Regions from separate parts of the Mus musculus genome. Here all the other regions are linked to region 1. Evidence: chromatin contacts called from public Hi-C data. All regions are on one chromosome and are shown on one strand. The core of a region is the stretch at or near the end of the contact, and the rest is flanking DNA. Distances in the headings are between cores, read along the strand shown. Region 1 holds the start of 9530059O14Rik (RIKEN cDNA 9530059O14 gene). Region 2 has its middle 17 kb from the start of Gm35454. Region 3 has its middle 39 kb from the start of Gm35454. Region 4 has its middle 64 kb from the start of Gm35454.

What was found. A called contact is a pair of places that touch in the nucleus more often than the background predicts.
Region 2: a contact with region 1 is called in a Hi-C map of cerebral cortex, with 4 times the contacts expected there. The contact joins the enhancer-like site here to the promoter of 9530059O14Rik in region 1. A contact is called at or near these places in 5 of 484 Hi-C or Micro-C datasets (the N1E-115 cell line, cerebral cortex, cortical neurons and 1 more) and 7 of 115 datasets of contacts at active chromatin or transcription factors (SST interneurons, astrocytes, craniofacial prominence and 4 more).
Region 3: a Hi-C map of cortical neurons shows a contact between it and region 1, with 2.5 times the contacts expected there. The contact joins the enhancer-like site here to the promoter of 9530059O14Rik in region 1. A contact is called at or near these places in 8 of 484 Hi-C or Micro-C datasets (cerebral cortex, cortical neurons, embryonic stem cells and 4 more), 8 of 115 datasets of contacts at active chromatin or transcription factors (astrocytes, embryonic forebrain, embryonic stem cells and 2 more) and 1 of 9 other capture datasets (embryonic stem cells).
Region 4: a contact with region 1 is called in a Hi-C map of the N1E-115 cell line, with 5 times the contacts expected there. The contact joins the enhancer-like site here to the promoter of 9530059O14Rik in region 1. A contact is called at or near these places in 3 of 484 Hi-C or Micro-C datasets (the N1E-115 cell line, muscle stem cells and nephron progenitors) and 4 of 115 datasets of contacts at active chromatin or transcription factors (embryonic forebrain, embryonic stem cells and neural progenitor cells).

What each region holds. Positions count from the first base shown.
Region 1 is chr9:122,568,622-122,574,841 of GRCm38.p6, reverse strand. It overlaps 9530059O14Rik (RIKEN cDNA 9530059O14 gene), which reads right to left and starts at 2,341. Exons shown (of 2, transcript NR_015610.2): 1 at 2,078-2,341.
Region 2 is chr9:122,451,914-122,458,133 of GRCm38.p6, reverse strand. No RefSeq gene overlaps it. Among named protein-coding and RNA genes, the nearest start is that of Gm35454, 17 kb to the right of the region's middle. Within about 2 kb of position 2,548, at least 22 of the 459 cell types and tissues checked have an H3K27ac peak or open chromatin away from gene starts, as enhancers often do. A contact at or near this core is called in the N1E-115 cell line, cerebral cortex and cortical neurons, where this site is marked.
Region 3 is chr9:122,473,633-122,479,852 of GRCm38.p6, reverse strand. No RefSeq gene overlaps it. Among named protein-coding and RNA genes, the nearest start is that of Gm35454, 39 kb to the right of the region's middle. Within about 2 kb of position 3,387, at least 3 of the 459 cell types and tissues checked have an H3K27ac peak or open chromatin away from gene starts, as enhancers often do. A contact at or near this core is called in cortical neurons, where this site is marked.
Region 4 is chr9:122,499,142-122,505,361 of GRCm38.p6, reverse strand. No RefSeq gene overlaps it. Among named protein-coding and RNA genes, the nearest start is that of Gm35454, 64 kb to the right of the region's middle. Within about 2 kb of position 3,376, at least 14 of the 459 cell types and tissues checked have an H3K27ac peak or open chromatin away from gene starts, as enhancers often do. A contact at or near this core is called in the N1E-115 cell line, where this site is marked.

The sequences.
Region 1 (6,220 bases), core at 1,092-3,591:
TGGCTTATTCTGTATATTACCTGAAAACCTCATTAAAAAACAAACAAACAAAAAGACACTAAAAACCCAAACCCTTATTTTTATTAAGAAATCTTATCAGGAGATCCAACGCCTTTGATGTTTGTTCTCGACGTGTCTTTCAGCCTCCCCGACCTTAAAGTTTAGAAGCAGTTCTCACTCTGTCTTCTCCAACAAAATCAGCCTCTCAGAGTTATTACAAATACTGGTTTGCGAAGCTGACAGGTGAAGTGGAGTAATATTAGGTTTTGAAGGCTGCACAGGAGTCGAAGCCCCTCTCCAACATTAGTGCACATGAGCACAGGCATCACAGAGCCCGATGCTGCCTCGCCCTGCACTGCTGCAATTGCAGGGTTCCTTCCCTGGTGTCATGCAGACACTCAGAAGAAGGGTGGGGCTCCCTGGTCTTGCAGTGTAATGGCAAAGAGATTCTCTGCTGTTCAGAAAACTGAATTGTTCACATTCTGGTTTTCCAATATTCTCCACAAATACCTTGAACATAATGGGGTGGTTAAGACTGTCACTGTTTCTAATGTTACAAGGGAGATGAAAACCTTTGTGTCAGGCCAAATGAGATGTGTGCACCAGTGCAGATGGTGGTTATCAAAATGAAGGGGGTGAATCTAAAAGCCCAAGGAAAATCTCCTAGGGAGGAGACTGATAAGAATGAATATATATATATATATATTATATATATTTATAATATATATATATATATATATATATATATATATATATATATATAATGTGGTTAAGGTCTAGAAGTGAAATCTAACTGTGCTAAGCTCTGCTGGCAGCCTTATGAGTCAGCACACCTCTCAACCCTTCAGCAAGTGCAGCTAGAGTAAATGGGTAAGAGCTGTCTTTGGACACACCCATTCTCTCTCTCTCTCTCTCTCTCTCTCTCTCTCTCTCTCTCTCACACACACACACACACACACACACACACACACACACACCTTTATGCTGCTGGGTGTCTGAATTCAGAGCTTGTATCCCAAACTGCACCCTTCCACCTCCACTGAGAAGACTCAGCTCCAGTGCAGAAGGGCTAGCCTTCAGCTCTCTCCCCAGCGTAATTGGATCAGGGCTTATTTCTTCCTCTAGGGGCAACTCCTACTTCATTTTCTCTCCAGTCTGCATGTTATCAGCTTGACATCCCCTTCAGTGGCACATGACAAATTAAATTGGCCATCACTGTACTCATCAAAGGAGGTTGTCTTCTGTTCCCCAGAAGTCCTGTGTTCTCTCTCTCTCTCTCTCTCTCTCTCTCTCTCTCTCACACACACACACACCTTGGTTTTTATTTATTTCTATTTTTTTCCCTAGGGTTTTGTTTGAAAGGTTATAAGGAACATATGGACCATAAAGCCAAAAGTATAGTCGCAAAATATGACTCAAATACCTACATCTCTACTGCCTTGCATTTAAAACAAAAACTTTACAAAAACGCGAATTAAGTTATTTTCTCCATCTTCCCTCGTAATTCAACACTTTAACGCATATTTTCTGCCAAAAAGTCATAAAGTAAAAATGGTGTATCCTAGGCGCTTCCAAGTCTCACACATCCTTGGCAGAATAACCTGCAGCACAGGGGTAGATCAGAAACGGAGGGGGTTAGCTGGTTAGCAACATCTACAGCCACTGTTTCTTCTCTCCTTGGCATTTCAAGTGGCTTTTGGGGACAGAGTGACGGGACCAACGCAGAGGCTTCGCCCTAGCCCTACCCAGGGCTGATTCTCAAAAGGGCCCCCGCCCCCCACATTCAAACACGCCGGGTGTACCCAGCCTGCGCCAGCTAGCTAGAGCTCCCGGCTCCTATCTGAGTGTCTTTTCAACCTTTGTCAAGTATCTCAAGACAAGAATTCCTCAAATCAAAGCGCTTTCCCAAACCAGGGACTGGGGAAACTCGAAAAAGAGGCCCAGAAGGCGAGTGACTTCGGACTTGTTCTGCAAGCTTGACTTAGTCATTACACCAAACCTCCTGTGCCCTAGAGGATCCCGGGGTTCCCACACAGTAGGAGGGCATCCCATGCCTGCGCTCCCGCTGGGCACTCACCTACTGCTAGAAAAGAAGTCACAATCTGTGGTCCAGACTTCCGCCGCAGAGAAGCCCAGCACGCCCACCCAGAGGGCTAGCGCGCCTCCGCGGGTGGTCGGATCACAGGGTGCCGAGGGTACCCACTGAGGTGGCCGGACATCTGGGTGTCTGAGCGCGCCCTCCGAGGTAGTCTGATCGCTCGCGCCCGGTAGGGCGGTGGGAACCCGGGCAGCTGCTGCGAGGAGCGCTCCCGGGCGGGTCCGCGCCGAGCTCGAGCGAGCGGGCGAGCGGGGCGGGAGGGGCCATTTGTAACCGAGCAGACGCTACCACCGCCCCTTACTCGCGGGGGGCGGGGGCGGGCGGTCAGGTGATGGCGGCCCACCCCGCGCCGCGGAGCCCGGTGGTTCCTGCCCGGGAGGAGCCCCCTGGCGCGCTCTGATTGGAACTCCCGCTGCAGTAGGAGGGGGAGGGGGACACGTGACCGCCCGACTGGGCAGCCGGCGCGCCCCACCCGCTATGGGCACCCCATCTTTCCTCCCGGAAAAGCCGGGGAACACAGGGAAGGCGGGGGAGCACGCAAGGTGCAACCAGCTCCTTTAGCTGCAGTGCCGGGTGATCACCGCAGCTGAACCTGGGAAGGCATTCACACTACCAACCGGCCTTCACAGTCCTCCGCCCTGCCCTTGGCAGTAGAACCCTCCCTCCTCTGCTGCAGCCCCCCCCCCCCCCACACACACACACTGACACTCTGAATAGACCCCACCGGCACTTCATAGTCAAGCGTGACCCCTCCCCTCTCTGTCTCTTTCTGCGCACCGGCGAGAGTGAGTACCCGAGAACAGCTTAAGGCGATGCGATGCATTGCAGACACCGCCCAGTTCCAAGGCTAGAAAACCCCGCAACCCACGACTAGACCACGCCCGGGAATGCCTGATAACTCCAAGGTCTACAAGGTTCTGAACTCGAACAGGCTCCCTCAGGAGAAGGGAACCGCAGTAGAAGGCCCACCCTCCCCAGAGAGGGCAGTGGTCTTCTGAGTGCAAGTCCAGTCCTCAGCCCAGGGGAGCAAAGATCCAATAAAGGTCAAATTAAAACATAAGGTAGTGACGCCGCCAGGGACGTGCCTCATGGTTGTGGGAAGCCGGCAATTAACCACCCACGACCGGGCGTTGCTTTTCTCTCGAATGTGAACGCCCTCGGAGTTGCGCTGTTCCATGCTCGCTCCAGTTCTCTGCAGAGAACGGATTCTGCAGCCTTGCACTCTGCTTCCCCATGACCCCCTCCCTTGGTTGCACCATCCTAGATGGCAGGAATTCAGAGAAAATGCGGTGTCACGTCCGCTGCGACGCCCGTGGACGCGTCTGCGACAACCCCAGCAGCACATGGGGACCGTGAATCTGCTCGCCACTTGGGCCATACTGTGGGCATTCTTATGAGATTATTAGAAGCAAACTGTCTCTCTCTACACTGGCTTCTTTCTAACTTCTGTCCAAGAGAGTTTTGTACTGTATTTGGACGTGGATGCGGTTTTTGGCCAAGGCAGAAACCGCATAGTCCAAAGCACAGATGGGGGAAGAAGGTGGGACTTAATGGTCCCATTGCACTCCAACTTCCCTCTCAACCTCTACCCGCGAAGCAACGCCTCCCTTAACCCAGAGGGTCTTTCCCCAACCCCTTCATGACACTTGTGTGCTTCCCTGGGCACAGGACAAATGTCCAGCAGGTTTGCTTAGTAGGAAGCTTAACTGCATGCAAAGCTTCGGGCACCAACGCTAGACAGAACTTTGGAGGACTCCGAAAAGCTACCATGGGAGAGAGGGGCCTGTCAAATTAAGAAGTATATTATTTTCCAAGCAGATGCCTCGCTGCCCTTCTCAAAACTACACTATATATAAAAGGGGGAAAATAATCCACTACACACACACACACACACACACACACACACACACACACACACACACACCTTTTTAGCAAGGATCTGGGAAGTTGAGAGAATACTGCTCACTTGTGGCATCGCCCGAAGAGATAATTCCTGAGGGTCTGGCGTGTATTCAAAGATATGATATCCGGTAGCCTAGACAGGAAGGAGGTGAATACTCCTTCAGAGTCTCAAGGTTGTGATTTTGAACTTGAAACTGTAGATCCTAATTTTTTTGTTTTTGCCTCCCTCTCCCTTCAATGCTTTATGTTGCATATCTGGGAATGATGGTGGAGTTAAATGCAACACACACACACACACACACACACACACACACACACACACACGTTGGGTCCGGCACAGCTGGAGATGTGTGGTATCAGATCCTGGACTTTCACGTGTCCGACCCTTGAGTACCATTGAGAGAGGCAGCCCAGAGTGGCTGATGCAGAGACTGACACGCCTTGTAGTGTAGGGAGTGTTCGCGACAGTGTCTGAATTGGGGTAGGTCCCTGACTTCGAGCCCTGCTTGTCTACAGGGTCACGCCCTGTTGAGAAAACACACAACAGCCGGGATGAATGGGGATGATATTGAACAGGACAAGTCGCTGCAGAGCATTTGCTTTCAGCGTCCTCCTGCGGCGCGGTCAGAGGTCTGTGGAACTGTGCCTTCGGAGTGACCACACCTCAGGGTTGTGAGAAGCTGCTTAATGGCGACAGGGGTGGGGCATGTTGATAAAGTGCAGAATCTGACCTGATTTTCAATCTAAAAGGGATCTGGAAGTATCGACGGGTCAATCTTGGGAAGCTACGAAGAGGGCGTGGTGGAATGGGACAAATGGCAGGTTTGGGGTCCCAGGGTGAAAAGGATTTCGGAGGCTCCCTGTCTGCAGGCATGTCCTCAAGAGCTGCGCTAAGCGTCATCATCCCCTTCTATAGGCCAGGCACGGTCCCCCTCTCTTTCCTTCCTCCAAGTTCCTGTGGCTAAATCCCTGCACACTGGCCAGCACCAGTAAGATTCTGAGTCGGCAGTCTCCCCTCTGCTCATTACTAGAGCGGACCAAGGCCTGCCTGTCCGGTCCGCTGTGCGCCTGGCAGGCACCACATTGATCCTGTCGTCTCGTTCCCGCCTACCGCAGGGTTGCTGCAACAGTGGGACCGCTACCTTCTCATGCTTTCTGCCGTTCCACCCCACCCCCACCCCTGTTGGCTGTTCACCTCACGCCCGCCCACCATCTTCGTCCCCAGCGCACTCTGCTGCACCCCCACTAGGCGCGCGTGGCTGCCCAGGGCTGGGCGCAGCCGTTGCGGGGAACCCACGACGGCGATCCGCTGCTGCCCCGGCTCGGGGTCCACCAACGTGGAACCTGACTACTCCTCCAAGGTCCCGGGCTCAGTTGTGGGTAGAGTCCCCGCAAACCCCTAATGTGCTCCGTAGGCAGGTCAATGTCCATATGTCTCTGCCCCGTCATCCCTAGTCAGGGGTGTGGGCGAAAGGTTTGGAAGCTCCAGTGTCCCCAACCACCCTTGGACAAAGCCTCCAGCTTTCCGGTTTCCCACTCGGGAGATTCAAGGAGGCCCGGGCAGCGGGGAAAGGACGCGCGTGGAGAGCGCCTCCAGGCGTCGGGCCAGGATGTGGCGCGTCCCAGCCCTCCCCAGCGCGGTTGCTCCCGCGCCTGCACCCGCGCTGCGGTGCTGCAGAGCGCAGGCCGGGCGGCGCCGGTGGCTCCACACCCACGTGCCTGGGTGAGCGCGCCCTCAGCCAGCCGCTGCTCCTCGGCTGGCGCCGGCGGGATCTCCGCAACGCCCCACCCTCTCCGCACTCTCAGCCTCCTTGGCGTCTCCGCCGCAGCTTCCGAGACCCGGCGCCGCCTCTGCGAACCACGCTGCCCAGCACGCTTGCGGCGGTCGCCGGGAGGCCTCACCTCCGCTCTGGGTCCAGCACTCACCTGGTTCCGTGCGTGGCGGGGTTCGGTTACTGCTCCGGGGAGGTTCGTTCGCCGCCCATCACCTCCTGAAAGGTGCACGGGAGGGCGTCCCCGAGGCTCCAGCACCCTCCTCTAAATCCTTCTCCAACTGGCATTCTGCATGGTTCCTTCTTTGACAGGACGGCATGCTTTGCCTTGTCGCATTCTTTCTGGGCTTTGCCTCTCGCTCACATCAACGCCCACCTCTACACACACCTGATCGCAGCGAGGCCAGGCCCTGAATTCTCCTCGCCCACTCCCAAATCCAACACTCCC
Region 2 (6,220 bases), core at 1,299-3,798, 120 kb after region 1:
CTTCCCTCAGTGGCCGGCCATTCCCATGGGGAAAACAATAAAAAGTGGGAGAGAGTGGGCGGAGGAAGGGACAGCCAAGCAACTTCTCAGGCTAAGTAGGAGGAGTCTGCAGATGGAGTGGACAATCATGGCGTGTTCATTTTGTAACAAATGCTGAGCTCTTGACACAACTGTGGACACTCCCCTGCTTCCAAACCAAATGGCTCCTGTGCTGGTGACATGTCTGAGCCTGTCATGCCTCAGAACAGTGAGAATAATTGTAGGAAGCCGCCCTCACATTCGCCGTTACAAGATGGCGCTGACATCCTGTGTTCTAAGTGGTAAACAAATAATCTGCGCATGTGCCAAGGGTAGTTTTCCACTACATGTGCTCTGCCTTCCCCGTGACGACAACTCGGCCGATGGGCTGCAGCCAATCAGGGAGTAATACGTCCTAGGCGGAGAATAATTCTCCTTAAAAGGGACGGGGTTTCGCCATGCTCTCTCTTGCTTCTTGCTCCTGAAGATGTAAGCAATAAAGCTCTTGCGCTCTTGCTTCTTGCTCCTGAAGATGTAAGCAATAAAGCTCTTGCGCTCTTGCTCTCTTGCTCCTGAAGATGTAAGCAATAAAGTTTTGCCGCAGAAGGTTCCAGTTTGCTGTGTTCTTCCTGGCCGGTCGCGCGAATGCGTGTAAGAAATAATGTTTTAATAAACCCAAGGAATATCTCTTTAAGATCGCATCTTCTTGTCTATGTTAGGAATGCATTGTTAATGCTATTCTCAGGACTGGGAGATGGCTCAGGAGGTACAGTGCTTGCTGTTTGAGGACAGGCCTTGACTGTGAGCCACAGAACCCCTGTAAAACAACTGGGTGTGGTGGATATATTCAGTGCTGTGGAGGTAGAGATAGCAAGATCCCTGAAGCTTACTGGCCAGACACTTTAGTCTCCTTGGCAAGATGGAGACTAGTGAGGGTCCCTGTCTCAAAAGACAAAGTAGACAGTGCCTAGGAATGATACACGAGGTGGATCTTCAGCCTCCACATGCACACAAACAGCAGACGCATACATACAACATATACATATGTAAACATACACATATGTACATTCACACACATACATACATATACCCCATATATACACATCCATATGTATATACACATTTACATAATACACATACAGCATACATACATATATACCCACATACATATGCACCCCCTCCATATATACATGCACACATACATACACTCATGCACACATTTACATACCCATATGCACACATATGGATACATGTGCACACACATACACACACCATACACACAAACACACATGCACTCACATTCACCCATACAAACATTTACACACACGCATACAACATACATATATACACACATATCCCACACACATACACACAATGCATACATTTACATACCCACACACAACATACACATACATGCACACACACACACTTACATACCCACACATACATGCACATACACACATGCACACGTGTGTGTACACACACACTGTCTTTTGTAGGAAAGATTTGGGGAGCTTGATAGAACCCTCACTGAGAAGTTCCTCTCATCAGCTTCGAGGGAAGTTTCATGATGAATGAGATGTTTCTCTGAGGTAAGGAATTATGCAATAACTTACTTTCTCCAGTCTGGAGATGCTTGTGTGCTCTGTGGCAGTGGTTGTAAGTCTTGGTGCCAGGAACATAACACTTGGCTTTTTAAAAAACAAACAAACAAACAAACAAAAACAGTCTTGTTCTACAGCCTAGAGCGTACACAGCCTCATGCTATCCCACTTCAGCCCTCTGTGTGCTGGGGTTACAGGCAGACATTTCCTACAGAGTCATGAAAAAGGTGTGTTGCTTTGGGGAAAAATGACTGACAATATTTGTTACTGATGTTAACATTTGAACTTTCAAGGAAAATGAGATTTGGGGAAACTTGGTTTGCTTTTTTGATCTTGACAGTGCCCCAAAGCCGAACACTTTCCCATGAGACCACAGGGGGCGTGGATGCGTGGTGGTTTGATACAGTACATGGCACAAAGCAAAGTGACAAGGCAAAAACTGGCCCCAGGAGAGCCACAAGGAACTCAGCATTCTCTCCGCCTCCTTGGTTCCTGGAAGCACAAGGTGGCTGTTGACTCATCACAGTGAGACAGAGTGCCAGGTTCCTGAAGTTTGTGGAGCCTGAACATGACACACAGGCACTGACTTAATGTGGGTCCCTAGAGCTCCTGGGTCACGTTTCCTCAAATGTCTCCTTACTGGCAACCCTCTGAGTGAAGGCTTGAGAATAGAAGATGTACTGATGGGCGTGTGGACAGGCCTGAGGGTCACCCAGAGTGGAAGGGCAGCCTCTGTAGAGAGCAGAGGTGCATACTTCATTCAGGGGTTTTGATGCCCAAGCCAGGCTCTCTCTGCTGCTTACTGCATGTCACGGTTCATCTTCATTGCTAACTTGATCACATGTTGAATCACCCAGGAGACACACTGCTGGGAGTATAAGTGCAGGCGTTTTCAGAGATGATTATCTGAGGAGGGAAGACCTACCCTATGGATGATGGATGACATCACCCCATGAGCTTCAGTCCTGAAGTGAATCAAGCGAGGAAAAGAGAACGCCTGCAGACTGTGGGTAGCCCTCCCTCTGTTTCCCAGTCAGACTCCTCAGATGTGAGCAAGCAGCTTGCCTGCACTCTTGCAGTCAGAGACCCTACAGCCGCACCCTTCCCTCCTCCACAGAATGTGTCCTCAAGCCGTGTGGCAAAGCAACTCATTCCTCCATGAGTTGCTTAGTCACAGGACTGAGAACGGTAACTAAGGTACCGATTCTGTGTTGCCTGAAATAGTGTCCACTCAGTGAGACCTGCTCAGCTCCCAGGACTCCTGCGTGGGTGATCCAGTTCTGGTGGCTGCTTGGTGAAGGAGATCTGGGCATTTACAAATGAGAAGGAGATCCTAGAGCAGCAGGTCTCAACCTTCCTGATGCCGTGAGCCTTGACTACAGTTCCTCATGCTGTGGTGACCTCCAACCATGAAATCATTTCCATTGCTCATTCATGACTGTAATTTTGCTGCTGCTATGAATTACAGTGTAAATCTCTGTGTTTTCTGATGGTCTCAGGTGACACCCGTGAAAGGGATGCTCAACCTGCAGAGGGGATTGACCCACAAGTTGAGAACCACTGTTCTAGAAGGAGTGGACGGAACAGGGACATGTCACCCTCTTTAGATTTGGCTTCAAAGACAAGAATCACTAACCTGTGTCATTCTGATGATGGTCAGGATAGACAGAGTGAGTAAATCGGGCCACACTCAGGATCCTGCTCTGACTTGATGTGTCAAGGACACATCACTTCAGTCTTTTGTTATTTTCTCTTGGAGACTTGTCTCAGAGGTCCTCCCCAGTGGGGCTGAATTATTTGTTCTTATTCCTGGGACAGAATGCGTGAGGAGAGCAACTTAAGGAAGGAGAGGTTTCTTGTGGCTCACAGTCTGAAGGTGTGGTCACCATGGCACAGGAGGCACAGCAGTGGTGTGTCACTGGGGCAGCTGCATGGTCACCATGGCAGGGGTTGAGCAGGGCAGCAGTGTGTCACAGCTGGTCACATCTGCATTAGGGAAGCAGACAAGGATGAGCAATCCCGTCTGTAGCTTCCTTTTTATTCAGTCTAAGACTCAAGATCATGGGATGGAGTCCCCTCTACTGAGCTGAGTGTTCTCTCCTCCGTTAAACCTCCAGAAACAGCTTCACGGACATGCCTTGGATCACGTCTCCTAAGCAACTCTCCATCCATTCAGGTCGACTATGACCATCAACCATCAGACCCATATAGCTCGCTCTCCCTGTGAGTCATGTACCCCCATGGTTAACAAAGTCTGTGAGACATGCTTGGAATCATTATCACATGACCTATGAGTTCTGGTGGGAGGCAGGCTGGGAATGGCCTCTCTGGGCTGACATGCAAGCAGGCAGTGTATAAGGACACAGTGTCTGAGATAGTGGAGGAGGCCAGGTGGAGTGGCACACACCTTTGAGCCTAGCCCTTAGGAAGCAGAGGTAGGCAGGTTTCTGCCTGTTTTACATAGCGAGTTCCAAGACAGTCAGCACTACATAGAGAGACTCTATCCTGAAAAAAAAAATGAAAAAAGAAAAACGTTAGAAGCATTATGGAGAGGTAAGGCTGTCTGCAAGGGTTCTTGTCGAAACCCAGTGGGGTTCTCACTGTGAGTATGATTCTCAGCAGGTCTGTGTTGAAACAAGATGTGTTGAAACATGGTACATGCCCACATGACACCTGGGGATTTTAAAGTTTTAAAAATTATATTCACTTATAATATGCACGGGTGTGTGTGCATGTACCATGGAGTGTGTATGGCAGTCAGAGGACGACTTGCAGGAGTGAATTCTCTCTTTCCACCATGTGAATCCCAGAGATTTTAAGCCATAGGGTTTGGCAGTAGATGCCTTTACCTTCTGAGCTGCCTTTCCAGCCCCACCTTTCTGTTTTAAAGGGGTACACACACACACCCACACACACACATGTTCATTTCTTTATCTATTCATCTGCTGGGGCTATAACACAGGTTTCTCTCCTGCAAAACAACTTCTCTACAACTGAGTTACCAATGAGCTACATCCCAGCACTAGCCTGACTTTAAAACTTTATTGGAGATTTAATTTCATGTGTATGAGTGTTTTGCTTGCATATGTGTCTGTGCACCATGTGTGTGCCTGGTGCCCACAGAGGCCAGAAGAGGGCACTGGATCCTCTGAGACTGAAGTTACAGATGTTTGTTAACTGCCTTGTGGGTGCTGGGAATTGAACTTCTAGAAGGGCAGTTGGTGCTCTTAATCATTGAGCCATCCCTCTGGCCCTGCGATGTTGGTTTTTGAAACCCACTGCAGTGCTGTTATACTCAAGCCTAAGGTAAAGCTGTCAATCATTATTTCCATTTAACCAAGGAGGAAACGGACCCGCAGGTAGGTGGTACAGCTTGCTGAGAATACTTCTCAATAAGCTATATTGAAGATAATTTCCTTATGCTTTCCAGTGTCTATTACGTAAGTACACTTCAAAATAAACTCCTTTCAGAATTTGGTGGCAGATAAGAACCTAGATAATTAGAATTATGTAACCTGGGTTTTTTTTTCCCATTTATGTCTTGGGAATCAGAAAACTAGGGGATATATTTAGTTCTTAATCTTAGTAGTTACAGGTTTCAGCACTATGTTAAGACCAAGGGGAGAGTATCAAGGTGAAGGGTATGGTCTGTGCCCTTCAGCAATTACACTTCTGTATGGTGGCAAAGAGGCTACCCAAGACACATTCACAGGATAACATCTGAACATCCCATGGCAACGCAGCTTCCTTAAGGGTCAGGGCACTGGGGTAACCCTTGACCCTGATAACCCTGTGACTCTCAAGCCTACAATTTCCATAAACACCCCCAAGGCAAAGCTGTGTGTTAAATGAACTGAGCAGAGACAGAAAACCAAAGACAAACCAGGAGGCCTGCACGGTCGTCAGCACAGGCTGGAACAGGAATTCTACATCGGGAGCTCTCCCGGAGCCCAGCTCCCCACAGCTGCCTCTGCAGCGATTTCTGCCCCACAGGCTGTGGAGACTCAGGTTTTGCCCCATTTGCTCACACTGCTCTGATCTGTCCCTCCTGTCTGTAAATCAGGCCTTCTCCCCTCAAAGTCTGCTGACTTCCCAGCTCCCAGAATGGCTGTTGGGAGCGGGGCTGGTCCTCCAATTCTCTGGAACTATTTTCAGGGCCTCTGTCTCTCATGAACACTACTTCCTCCCACAAGGGAAGCTTGAAGTTGATTTATGGCTCGTTTTCAGTACATAATACTGTAATTTTGTGAAATGATGGTGTTATTGATCCTAGATGAGTTTCTCCTTGCTAACTTCCAAGGCCAGGTGCTAAGTGGAACCTGGGGGGAGAAGAAGTAGCAGACCTAGTACCTTAGGTACCTAGACCTAGTACCTTAGGTACCTATCACCTAGTACCTTAGGTACCTATCACCTAGGTGATGATACCCTTACTGATTAAGTGGGATCCTCAGGAGTGCCGAACAAGCAGAGGATTCATTCTGTAAGTGGACATGACTAGGAAGTGAGGGGGCCACTCCAGTGACACCGAGACCCCCAGTGAGATGCCCTAGAACCAGTTCACTGTGGCCACATGAGAAATGAACTCCGGTCATTATTCC
Region 3 (6,220 bases), core at 2,138-4,637, 96 kb after region 1:
CAAAAAACTCTCTAGATATACTGACAGGAGAAAAAGTCACCAGAAATAACAATGGTTCCTAAAGACCATCACATCTCGGGGTTCAGATGGGAACAACATAGGCTGGAGAACAGCATCGAAGAACAGATAATGCTTTTGGAATCCAACTGCTAGAGGTGGGTAGAGGTGATGCCCATGTGATTGGCTGGGCAGTCACAAGGCTCCCCCTTAGCCACCGTAACTGTATGTCTTCCCAATGCTAGATGGGTGCTCTGCCTCACTGTCAGCCAGGTAAGGCTCCTCCTCCCACTGCCCCCAGTCTGGGAATGGGATCCTTCTGTCTGTCTTGAGTGTTCATGAGGCTCCAGGGAGCTCGGGCCTGACTGAGGATTGTCAGCAGTCAGAGTGGAAGCCAGGAGGACCTGATTTGTGACAGTTGGCTCAGCTGTCATGAATACAGGGACTAGTGAAGGTCAGACAAGTGTTCCAGACTGCACAGACCACCAGCAGGTGTCTGACCCTTGCAGCCCCTGCAGCTGGAAGTACTTAGTCTTAAGCACCCAGATTCACTCAGAAATCCAGGTCCTGCATAGATCAGATTCCTGGGAAGGTGACTTGGCCGTGGTTGACAATGATGATTTTCTTGCTGGCCTTCCCAAGTCCTGGACTCCAGATGCTCCATGGCCTCCATGAAGTTCAGGCCGTCTCTCACCTTCCCAAGGCCACCTTGGCCACGAACCCAGCCCAGTCCTGGCAGGGCAGATGAAAAAGCTGGACAACATTGGTGTCCATGGACAAGATGTCAGGACCTGTTTACTTCAGGGTGCTGTTCTCATCCTTAAATTTCTCCCCATGGATGGACCTGCCGCCAGTGCCATGATGGTGTGTGATGTTGCCACCCTGGCACACACATGAACCCTGGAATAATTCTGTAAAAGGAGGAGTCCTCGTATCAAAATTCTTTCTCTCCAGTGCTCAGAGCATGAACATTTTCTGCTGTCTTTGGAAATTTTTCTGCAACCAACTCAAAGGAGATAAGACCCAAGGGCTCACTATTGCCTGCCATGTCAGAGAACATGGTGGAATTAACCTTGGCTGCAGCAAGCCTGGATAGGGGTCAGCTGCATCTGCAAAGCCAGCCCTTGCTATTATTAAACATCAGAGTAGACACTTGAATTTGGACTGCCTTGTTGTAAATTATTCTCTTTTCTCTAAATGGCATTTCCTTGCACAGGGGAGGAGCCACACCTGAGATGTGATATTCGGGATAGGTCTTCTCTAAGGTGACACCTAACAGGCAGGGTTAAGTGTCAGACCCCTGTACATAACTTGAAGCCTGAAACACACTGGTGGAGAAAGGTCTCCTTGCCATGGAGGCCCCTCCCTGACTGGCCTGTGGGTGATGCCCCCCGAGCACATTCTCCTCCTCTGTGTGGAAGCCAGTGGCTGCTGCTGGCTGGGGTATTGTCTGCTGAGAAGCAGGGAACCAAGAGGCAGCAGTGTTTATCGATCTAGTAATCGACTCTTGTGCTTCCGGATAGATTATCTTCCCGGAGTCTTAGCCAGCAGCATCCAGCTGCTAATGCGATGCCAGGCAGCAGGTTCTGAGCTTGGAGGCTGCACAGGCTCTGGAGACTGGCAGTCAAGGTGAAGTTCACATGCACATGGTCCACCTTGGGCCACATTTGACTGGCCAAAGAACCGGCCAGATGAGACAAAACTTGTAGTCTCACAAGCTCACTGTTTAAAAGTAACTCTGTAGAACATGCATTGGAGGCTCCGGGTGACTGGGATTTGGCTCTATAGCACAGGCACTATGGTGGGTAGCCAGAGGAGGGTGTTTCCTCAGACCCAAGAGTTAAGGCTGCATGGCAGGAACACAGTCTGATACAGTTTTTCAGGGAACAGATTTAACCACGTCCTTGTTCAGAAACCCATTCAGCTGAGCATGCTTTGAGGTCATTACCATCCAAGGTCACACTGTTCCTGAGGGCAACCACTCTCAACCATTGATGCATAGAGGCCACACCAGTCCAATCTTCCATAGAGAACCTTCCGGGATGTTCTTCAACCCTGAGTCCCATGGAACCAAACACTCTGTGCTCATGCTGGCATTCATCTCTTCACCCTTCAGGGGTTGTTTCCAAGAGCATGACCTAAAGATGCCACACACAGCACCATAGGGCCCAGGTGGCCTGATGACTCTTGGCCTGTCTGAGAGAAGTTGCAGAGGTAAGCATCAGTCACCCCAAAATATCTTCAATGCATACTCTTACCTGACTTTTTAAACAGCGAGGAATCAGCTGTTGACATTCCTGTCTGGCTGCCTGCCTCTCTATCATAGGGCAGATGTATATCCATCCATCTTTCCTTCCATCCATCCATCCATCTATTAAATTGCTAATCAAGCATATAATAGGTACATATAGATGATAAGTAGAAAGATATAAATACAGGTAAAGGACTGATAAATAATAGATAATTGATAGTTATTAATAGATACCTGTAGATATGTGATAAAATAGATTGATGTAGATATATCTCTCTATATAGATATATAGATAATTGATAGATGACTGGTAGATAATAGAGATTGATAAATGAGATGTGGATAATAGACAATATATAGATGACTGATAGATGACAAGTAGAAGTTAGGTAGATGCATAGACAGAGAGACAGATATCACCTTCGGGCAGGGGTGCAGCTTAGCATGGCTCACATTGATTGACCATCAGCACTCCTCCTCTCCCACTCTGCTCTGCATTCTGTGGGCTCTGTGGCTTCCTTCTCTCCTGTTGCCCACTAGCCCTATCTTCTCTCCTGGGTTCCATTTACAGATCAGTTAGGGTCCCTTGAGGAAGAATAAGATGCCAATTATTTGAGCAAAAAGAAATTCATACAAAGAAGTGTTGCTAGGCCTGGCGGCAGGCACCTGTGGTCCCGAGTGCTCCGGAGCTCCAGCAGCAGCATGGCCTGAGCCTAAGAATTTGAGATCATCCTTGTAAAGAGTTAACTGTGTAAGAACAAGACAGAAGATTCTAAGGGAAAACAGAAGCAGCCACTGTAGGAAGCTGTCTCTACTTCCAGGGCTGGGGGAATTAATCAAAGAACTAAGATTGTCACAGTGCCTAGACGATTTGGAGGGAGGGACCTGGTACAGCATGGTCCCAGATATCTGGAAGGAGCGGAGCATGGCCTCTTCTGCAGAGAGGGTGCTGGCACAGCATAGGCCAAAGAGCCACATCTGAGAAACAGATGATGGAGACATTGCTCGTGGGTCCAGCAGCTGCTAAGCAGCTGCTGCAGTTGGGAGGGAAAAGGAGCCCAGGCAGGGGCAGCTGGCTCTCTGAGGAGAGACTGCCCTGGAGTACCTGCTTTCTGCTTGGCCTTCCATTCTTCTTAGCACCCCCTGGTGGTCAGAACAACAGGGTGTTGCTGACAGGAGAGAATCCTTGCTTTGCAGAGTCCCTGGCCAGTACCACAAAGAGTGATTCATAAATTCAAGGTCAGACACAAAGGGTCACCAAGGTGATAAGACCCAGAGAGACCTGTGATAGAGGAAGAAGGACTGTATGTGGCTCTTCGTTCTTTGAGAGCTCAGGCCTGGAGTAGACATGCCTCCTTGGGGACAGATTTGAGGTTGGATGTGAAGGAGACACGAGAGCAGGGATATGGAATGGAGCCTTCCTTCCAGGGGTGGGACCGGATAACAGGCAGTGGAATGGATATCACGCTCCCAGAAGAAACAACCTCTGAAGGAACTGTCTACCATTTGCCAGACCCATTGGAACCCTAGAGGTGAACAGAGCTCAAGGTGTGCCTCATGGGTCAACAAGGGCACTGGGGGCAGATGGGCAAAGATTGTCTTTCCTACTCTGGAGCTAAGGAGACTGAGGTCGAAGGATCAGCAAGCAGAGACGTCAGCTAGTGTGCCACAAGTACTCAGGAGAGCTATGGACGATGCCTGGCTCATTTATAGATAACAATGTCATGTCAAGTCATCACAAGACTGGACACTCCAGATAATGGGCCAAGGGTGATATTAGGGGAATCCTGAACTCAGCACCAACGCTATCCAGTTATCTGGCCCCAGTGAGGAAGATGAGAAGGCAGTTTGGTTTCTGTGGAGTCAGAAACACAGACAGGCCTCAACCCCTATAGAACAATCAGACTCTATCTATCGTCAGACTAGCTCTCCATGCACAGGACTCAGGCCTGGGAACCCAAGGGTGTGAGCAGGTTGAGTCCTGTAATGGGTTGCTAATTGTTCTGATTGCAGCTCTGGGTAGAGTGTTTCTGGAACTGCAGAGATCTGACAGGGGAGGAAATACCAGCAGAACATTCTGGATGAATAATTCAGTGTGCTGAAATGGGAAATGAGAAAGTTTGCTTTCCACTAAACTCAAATTTGAAAAGAAGAAAAAGGAAATAGGCAAGCTGAACTGAGAGTGTGGTCTCCTCACACTCAGACCTCAGTGTGCACTCTCCCCACACTCAGACCCAAGTGTGCACTCTCCCCACACTCAGACCGGAGTCTGCACTCTCCTCACACTCAGGCCTGAGTGTGCATTCTCCCCACACTCAGACCTCAAGTGTGCACTCTCCCCACACTCCCCACACTGGGACCTCAGTGTGCACTCTCCCCACACTCAGACCCGAGTCTGCACTCTCCTCACACTCAGGCCTGAGTGTGCATTCTCCCCACACTCCCCACACTCAGCCCCAAGTTTGCACTCTCCCCACACTCAGGCCTGAGTGTGTACTCTTCCCACACTCAGACCCTAGTGTGCAGTCTCCCCACACCCAGACTCTTTCTTGCATCATAAAGCACTGATTCACAGTTTACTCATGCTGATGTATGAACACAAGCTAGCATGGGAAAATACCTTCTGGTCACCTTCTTGTCCATAAATTTGATTCCACAGCTCCTTAATTCCCCTTCATATGTTCATTCTACAGATATTATTTGGGCAGCTCCAGCAGCCAAGCATAGCACGGGGTTAGAGGTTCTGTAGTGGGGAGAAGCTCTATATTGTTCCCATGGGGTGCACTGAGGGGCTAGTGTTCAGGTATTAGTGTAAGTGACACACATCAGTGTCTTCTTCTGTTGCTGTGACAAAATACTGACAAAAGCAGTTCCAAGTGGACATGGGTTACTCCAGCCACAGCTCAAGGGTGCATCCATCATGCCGGAAGTCAAGGCAGCGGGATCCTGAAGGAGCTGTCACATCACATCCACAATCAGGAAGCAAAAAGGAATGAACTAAGGCGAGTGCCCAACTCCTACGTCCATATGTTTATATAGTTCAGGATCCCCAGCCTGGAGAATGGTCCCATACCAAGTAACCAAGAAAATCCCCCTCCCAGATAAAGCCAGAGCCCCATCTCCCAAGTGACTCTAGAATCTGTCAAGCTGACAATATCTAACCATCACAACAACAACCTACGGTTTTCTCTTTTTCTTTTTCTTCTTCTTTTTTTGGCAATGCTTGGGATTGAACCCACGGCCTCACACTAGGCATGGTCCACTTCTGAGCTGCATCCCAAACCCAATAGTCTACAGTTTGAGATACATTCTCTGTGGGAAAAGGGCTCAGCCAGAAAGATAAATACTCTATGTAGAGCAAAAAAATCAAACACAGGGAACAGGTTACTTCCAAGACGCCTGGGATGACGAAGGAATCTGGAAATTATCAACAGCAGGTGTCACTTCACAGAAGAGCCAGAGAGGTGTGGTCAGAGTACAGACTTGAAGCCAGGAAAAGAGGAGCCCGTGGTGAAGATTGGGCCATGGAACAAAGGCATGGCAAGTGTGAGAGGAAGACACAGAAAGCCAGCTGTGGTGCCCCAAGAGAGTCCCTCTTCCTGCCTTTCCCATATCACTCAGTGTTTCCCAAAGGTGTGGCTTCTGCCAAAGCCAGAAAGCAAAAGAAGCCAGGAAAGCCAGGGACTCTGACCTTAGAGCTAGAGACTAGGCCAGGTGGTGGGAGGAAAAATAGTCTAGGGAAACCAGCATGCTCTGGCAGAGAATAATAATCTTTTGGGGGAGAAATTATAGGCATGATGTTATTAAATTGAATAACCTAACCATGGCAGACAGTTAAGTTGAAATGTTTAATACACACACACACACACACACACACACATATCAGAGGAGCAGGGAGCTATCAAAATAAGAAGAAAGGACAGGGGATGTGGGACATGAGGGTAGGGGGAGCAGTTGTAGGAAGCTGCCTTC
Region 4 (6,220 bases), core at 2,127-4,626, 71 kb after region 1:
CTGTAACTCCCACTCCAGGTATGGGACAACTCTGGCCTCCTCAGGTACTGTACTCAAATGTACTTACTAACACAGAGATGCACACATGCAGAGATACACATACAGACACACAGAGACACGGATACACACACAGAGAGACTCACACATAGACACATACACACTTACACACAGACATATACACAGAGATACAGATGCACACACATAGGCATGCATATATATATACGCACACATACATACAGAGACAGATGAGCACACATACACAGATACACATAGAGAAACACACATAGACAGACATGCAGACACATGTACAGACACATAAACATAGACCCACAGACAAACACACAGAGACAGAGATGCACATACACAGAGAGTCTCTCTCTCACACACACACACATACATACACACATACATACACATACACATACATACGGAGACATTGATGCACACACACACAGATACACAGAGAAAGACACGTACAGATACACATAGACACATACACAGAGACACACAGAGAAGCACACACAGCAACACATAGCTGGAAATAACAAAAATAATTTTAAATAATGGGTAGAAGCTGTTAGCTTCGCTCAGTGCACTTGGTATATGGTGGTATATGGTGGTACATGGTGGCATATGGTGGTATGGCCATCACTGGTGAGTGTGGTAGCTCTGGAGGGTGGTCTAGCAAAGTCCCTGGACCTCTTTCCCAGCACAGCTGGGGACTGGGGTAGAAGGTGACCTGCTTAAGGCTGGGGACAATCCAAGGATGTTGTGTTTGCTCACTCCTCCATTGGCCTCTTTCCCTTTCAATCTCAGAAGCCATTGAGGTTCCCAGGTGGGACCTTCAGGTACACTGGGAACCAGATGGTTGGTGGCCTCAGTGTAGGGCATGGGGGGTGAGGGACCCTGTCTTAACTCCTCTGCATTCCCCAACTTCCCTTCTTCAGTCTGCTCTATATGGTAATAAGAGAAACCACCTAAAACCAGCCTAGGGGACAGAAGGTGGGCCTGGGAGCCAGGTGGGTGGCAGTGTGGCGGGTGCGCACATGTGCGTGTGGGGTGTTTCAGCCTGCATTAGGGGTCCCTACCACACATCTAGGACTGAGGACATTAGCATTTCACTGGGTTCTGTGTGCCCTCTCTCCTCCTCTCCCAGCCAAAGTGCTTCAGGCGCCTCTGCTAAGCCACATGAGAGACTGGCAGCTTCTAGCCAAGCTAACAGGGCTGCCTGCACCTCTGGCTCAAGACACCATCTCAGCTCTGCACAAAGTCACTCAGGTGACCTCAGCAGCCACCAGTTGGTGCTATTATCTTCCATTTCCGGAGGAGGAAGGGAGGCTCAGAGAGGTTAAGTGGCCCAGCTATCAGGAGAATTTGGACCCAGACAGTTTGGCTCCAGAGTCTATACCCCCAACCCCACCACTCCCTTTGCTTTAGTGTGAAGGCTAGGGGCTCTTGTTTGAAAAGTGGTGGTTGAGGGGGTCAATGCTGTGCCCCTCTGTTGCAGGCACTACGATTCTGGTTGTCTAAAGCCCAGAGGCACAGGATGCCTCTGTGTCATTAGCTTCGGCCGATGAAGTGAACTGTCCAGTGGCTCTTTGTCAAATCAGATCTGAGCCATCTTTCAAGTGAGAACACAGAGGCTTTGATGTTTCGTCAGACTCTTGGTGTGCAGTTTTCTTCAGCATCTTCCTCCCAGTGAGTGATGTGTTCCATTAGACGGAATCTTGGAGGCCACCTAATCACAGCTTCCTCCAAATATGGCCCAAAAATGCTCCATCGACCTTCCTAAATGCATGCACTTAATAAATTCAAATTCATTAAAGGAACTAAAAATTATCACAATGCATTGTCCTATGGTGTTTTATAACTCTATGACATGAACAGTTCCATGGTCATCTAATAATTTGTAGCTGTTTGAATGGCTGTGCAGTACTCCATTGCTAGAATTCACGGAGATTGGATTAATCACTAGTCTCAGATTTTCACTTCTCAGTTGCTTCCCAACTTTCAATTTTGTAAGTGCTGAAACCAGAATGCAATAATACACCCCAAGGACAAACAGGCAGCAATAGCTTTGCCAGGACAAAGAGTGGCTCTGCTCAGTTCTGCTCTGCTCTGCTCTGCTCTGCTCTGCTCTGCTCTGTTCTGCTCTGCTCTGCTCTGCTATGCTCTGCCTTCCCCTCCCCTCCCCTTCACTTTTCTTTTTCTTTTGAGAAAAAGTCTCATGTAGTCCAGGCTGGCCTCTGAACTCACTATGAAGCTGTCTTGGTTAGGTTTTGTTTGTCTGTCTGTCAAATGACTAGCTGTCTTTCCAATTCAGAAGCAAGTCTGCAAGGCATTTTCTTGATTGATGATAGATGTAGGTTGCCCCCGCCCCCCCGCCCACTGTGGGCGGAGCTACCCCAGGCAGGTGGTCCTGCATTATTTAAGGAACTAGGCTGAAGAAGCCGTGGGGAGCAAGCTGGTAAGCAGCATTCTGCCATGTCCTCTGCTTCAGGTTCCTGCTTTGAATTCCTGCCCTGACTGCCCTGCATGATGGACTGTCAGCTGTAAGACTGGACAAACCCTTTGCTTCCCAAGCTGATTTTGGTCATGGTGTTGGTCACAACATTAGAAAGCAAGCTAGAACAGCAGCCAAGGTTGACCTTGAACTTCAGATCCTCCTGTCTGTACCTCCTGAATGCTGGAGCTACAGCCATACTCCATCATGCCTTGGCGGGATAGGGCTTCATGAATGTTAGGCAAGCACACTACCAACTGTACTACATCCTCAGCCCAGAAAATCACACTTCAACACGGTCAAATTATTCTCCAGAAAGTTGAGTGGGGCACACACACCTCTGGATAGAGTGTATGCACTGACTTCCTCTCCTAGCTCTGGCTTTCCTTGCTCAAGAGACTCTTAAATTTAAACAGGTTACATCTTTGAGGGGGGAAAATTGCCTAAATAGCAACCTGCCAGATCTCAAGAGACTTTGCATGATCGCAGATATTTGAAGCGTTTAGGAAATTCAGTTCGTTCAAGATGCTCCGGGATTCAGTGGGACTCTGCAAAAGTCACAGCAGAACGGGAGGGAAAGGGACTTGGAGATGCTAATCTCCAAGCAAGGAGGCAGACACTGTCTATCAAATGAAAGAGGAGGTGTTTGATGCTCCCTGGCAGCTTTCCCGACCTCCGATCTAACAGGGTTGCAAGCGCCTCCTGCTGCAGATCCATTGCAGGACTGTTGTTCATGGCGGGCAACCTGGGCAATTAGAGGTTTCTGTTAATTCTCTTCCTTCTCATTCTTCAAGCTTCCCCTCCTCCTCGAGTATCAGCAAGTCGGAGTGACAGGTATTTAAAAGCAGCCTGTCACGCTTCGGCAGCTCTGCTGGGGGAATGACTGATTTCTGTGACATTCTAAACAGCTTTGTGTGTGCATGTGGAGACCCACAGACCCCTCACCTGCTGCCGTCTGCCTTGCAAAGCAGCAGTGGTTTGGTATTCCTGGCGATGGTGGGGGTCTGGGCAGGAAACAGACATACAATCTGTAGATGTTTCTGCATGCTTGTTTGTTGAAATGACCTATAGGTGGATTTCGGCAGCAACAAAGAAGACTTTCAGGGTGTGGCTTAAATTCCCTTCCCTGCAAAGGTTGCTTTAAAAATCACTTTTGTTAGTAGTCTGGGGACCATGATGTCCTCAGCAAATTTGAGAGATACACGTGAACCCAACTGACGTTTTTCTTCTCCCCACTCAGCAACTACAGGAACAGACGCCCGTTTAGAGAAGGCCTGTTCCCTTTTTATATTCAAGGCTTGTTGCTAAAAATTCCCTTTTAGATGAATTATTAAACCCAATTTTTGAAATAAGGACAATGCAGACTTGACTGCTTAGCTTGACTTCTTCTTTGTCTCTGATACATGACAGGCACCTGGTGAGCTGGCGGGGGAGGGGGGCAGCAGAGGGAAGATTGAGAAGCCAGGTGGGGGCACAGGAAGTAAGGGTCATACATGGGAAGAAAGGTCATTTTACAGTCCCCAGATGTCCCCCGTGTGACCATCCAGGAAGGAGCTAAGAGAGTCTAAAGAGAACCAATTGTGCCTCTCTCTCCCTTGGCTATCAAGCTAGTGAAATAATGGGTCCCCAAGGAATTGGAATGTTCTTAGGGGGGGTCTCATGTTGGGGGGAGGGGAAGGGGAAGGCTGAGGCCTGGTGCCAGCCAGAGGGGGTCCTTGTCTCCCAGAAACAGATTTCACACAGTTCTGACAACCTGTTAGACAACCCTGAAAGAAAAGGCTGGAACCCAGACGATGACCTGGACTGCTTAGCTCCGGAAACCTCTTGTCTCCTATTTAAACGAATTTCATGTCAGGACTCCTAAGATGGACTCAAAATATAGAAGCGTCAAGTGATCTCTTTGTCCTCCTCCCCAATACAGCCACACTGAATACACCCCCTTCTCTGCCTCTAGCCATTCCTTGCTTCTTTAATTGCCTACTGAGGCTGAGGCTCAGCCTAGCTTGTCCAAGCTGCCTACTCAGGCCCAAGCTCTGGCCTGACAGCTCTGGTAACGCCTGCTCAAACAATGGTTCTTTATCCATCATGGAGAAATGCACTAACACACAGTTAGCTGCAAACCCAGGCTTCTTTTCTTCTTCATTCATGGAAGTGTGAATTTTGGATTTGCCAGAATTCCTTCAAGAAAGAGGCCATCCTTGGGACCAGGAATTGATTGGCCTAGAATCTCAAGGTGACGGTCTCGAAGAGGAGAGGGGTTTGTGTGACTACTGAAAGGAACTAAGCAGGAGGGACATGGAAAAATCAAGGGGACAGTAAGCCGCAGTGCATGTGGCCCCTGTGTACTGGGGACAGGGCTGTCTGGGGAACCTGACTGATTGTCTAGGTAACACACCTCACATAAGAGGGGCACCACCCCCACTTCCCCATCAAATCTGCAGCAGCATCTACAATTTTTTTAAAAGCATCAACGCCTTGGCAAATGAATATTCTCCTTACTATTTTTTTAGAACCCTGTTATAAAATTTATATCCCTTTTTGTAATACATGAATTTTGATAGCAATTATATATAAAAAGAGTTAACTGTGAACTTAGAATTCACATCTTTGAGCCAGCTTTGGTTGCCACCTGCCAGGCAAGACTTTTCTGCTGATACAGGGTTACCTGGTGTCTCAGTCTGTATAAGCTATTATAGTGAAGCACCTTGCATTGGGTTAACTTATAAACAACAGAAAGGGGCTGCTCAAAGTTCTGGAGGCTGGGAAGTCCAAGATCAAGGGGCTGACAGAATTTATGCTTGATACATAGTATTCTGTGGTCACACAAGGCAGAAGTGGAAAAGGGTTCCTGTAAGCCTCCACCTTGTAACACCATTATGTTAGGGTTAAATTCTAAAAGAATCCAGGGTACAGTCACGGGGAAACAAGGCTGTCAACATTCAGCCCCTGGTGAAGCTAAGCTTTGTTCTTAGCACGTGACTCAGGGACACGTACACTGTGGTTTACTGTCCCCTCAACTCTTCTGGTGTCCCCCCTGTTTGGTCCCTTTCAGCAGCCACACAAACCCCTCTCCTCTGAGAGACAGCCGCCATTTTACAGCTTGTGAAGTGCTGGTCTACTGTTTCTAAGACGGAATGCTCATCAGACTTCACCTGGTGCTTGAATCTGGGCTGGGCTGGAGAAGGAGAATCTGGGGCATCAAGAGTTAAGGGCTCCTTGGATCAAAACATTTTTTACATCGTTCTTAAATCAAGAGGCTATGTGAACAGCCTGGGCTGGACATAGTCCCTGGGCTGAGGAGTTTTCTTGGGAATTTTGGCTTTCCATCATCACTGCTGTGGAGGACATGGGTTCTGTCCCCTGTAGCAACATGGCAAGCCACAACTATCTGTAACTGCAGTTCTAGGGCATCCAATACCTCTTCTAGCCTCTGCTGGCATGGCATGCCCATGGTATACAGAAATACATGCAGGCAAAACACTTCTACATGTAAGACAAAACCCAAACAGCTTCTTTTAAACAAGTATTGAGAGAGAGGGTATTTTTTTAAGGGGATGCGCCACATGAAGTGTATTTTTGTGGATTTAAATATTTCAGAATAATTAGCAGATTCTCAGAGCTCTCTAAGGAGGTGGGCCACACCCAAAGGCCAAAGATCAGCGTGAGATCAGTCATTTCAGAAACACAGAACAGAGACAATTAAAGGAATGAATTTCA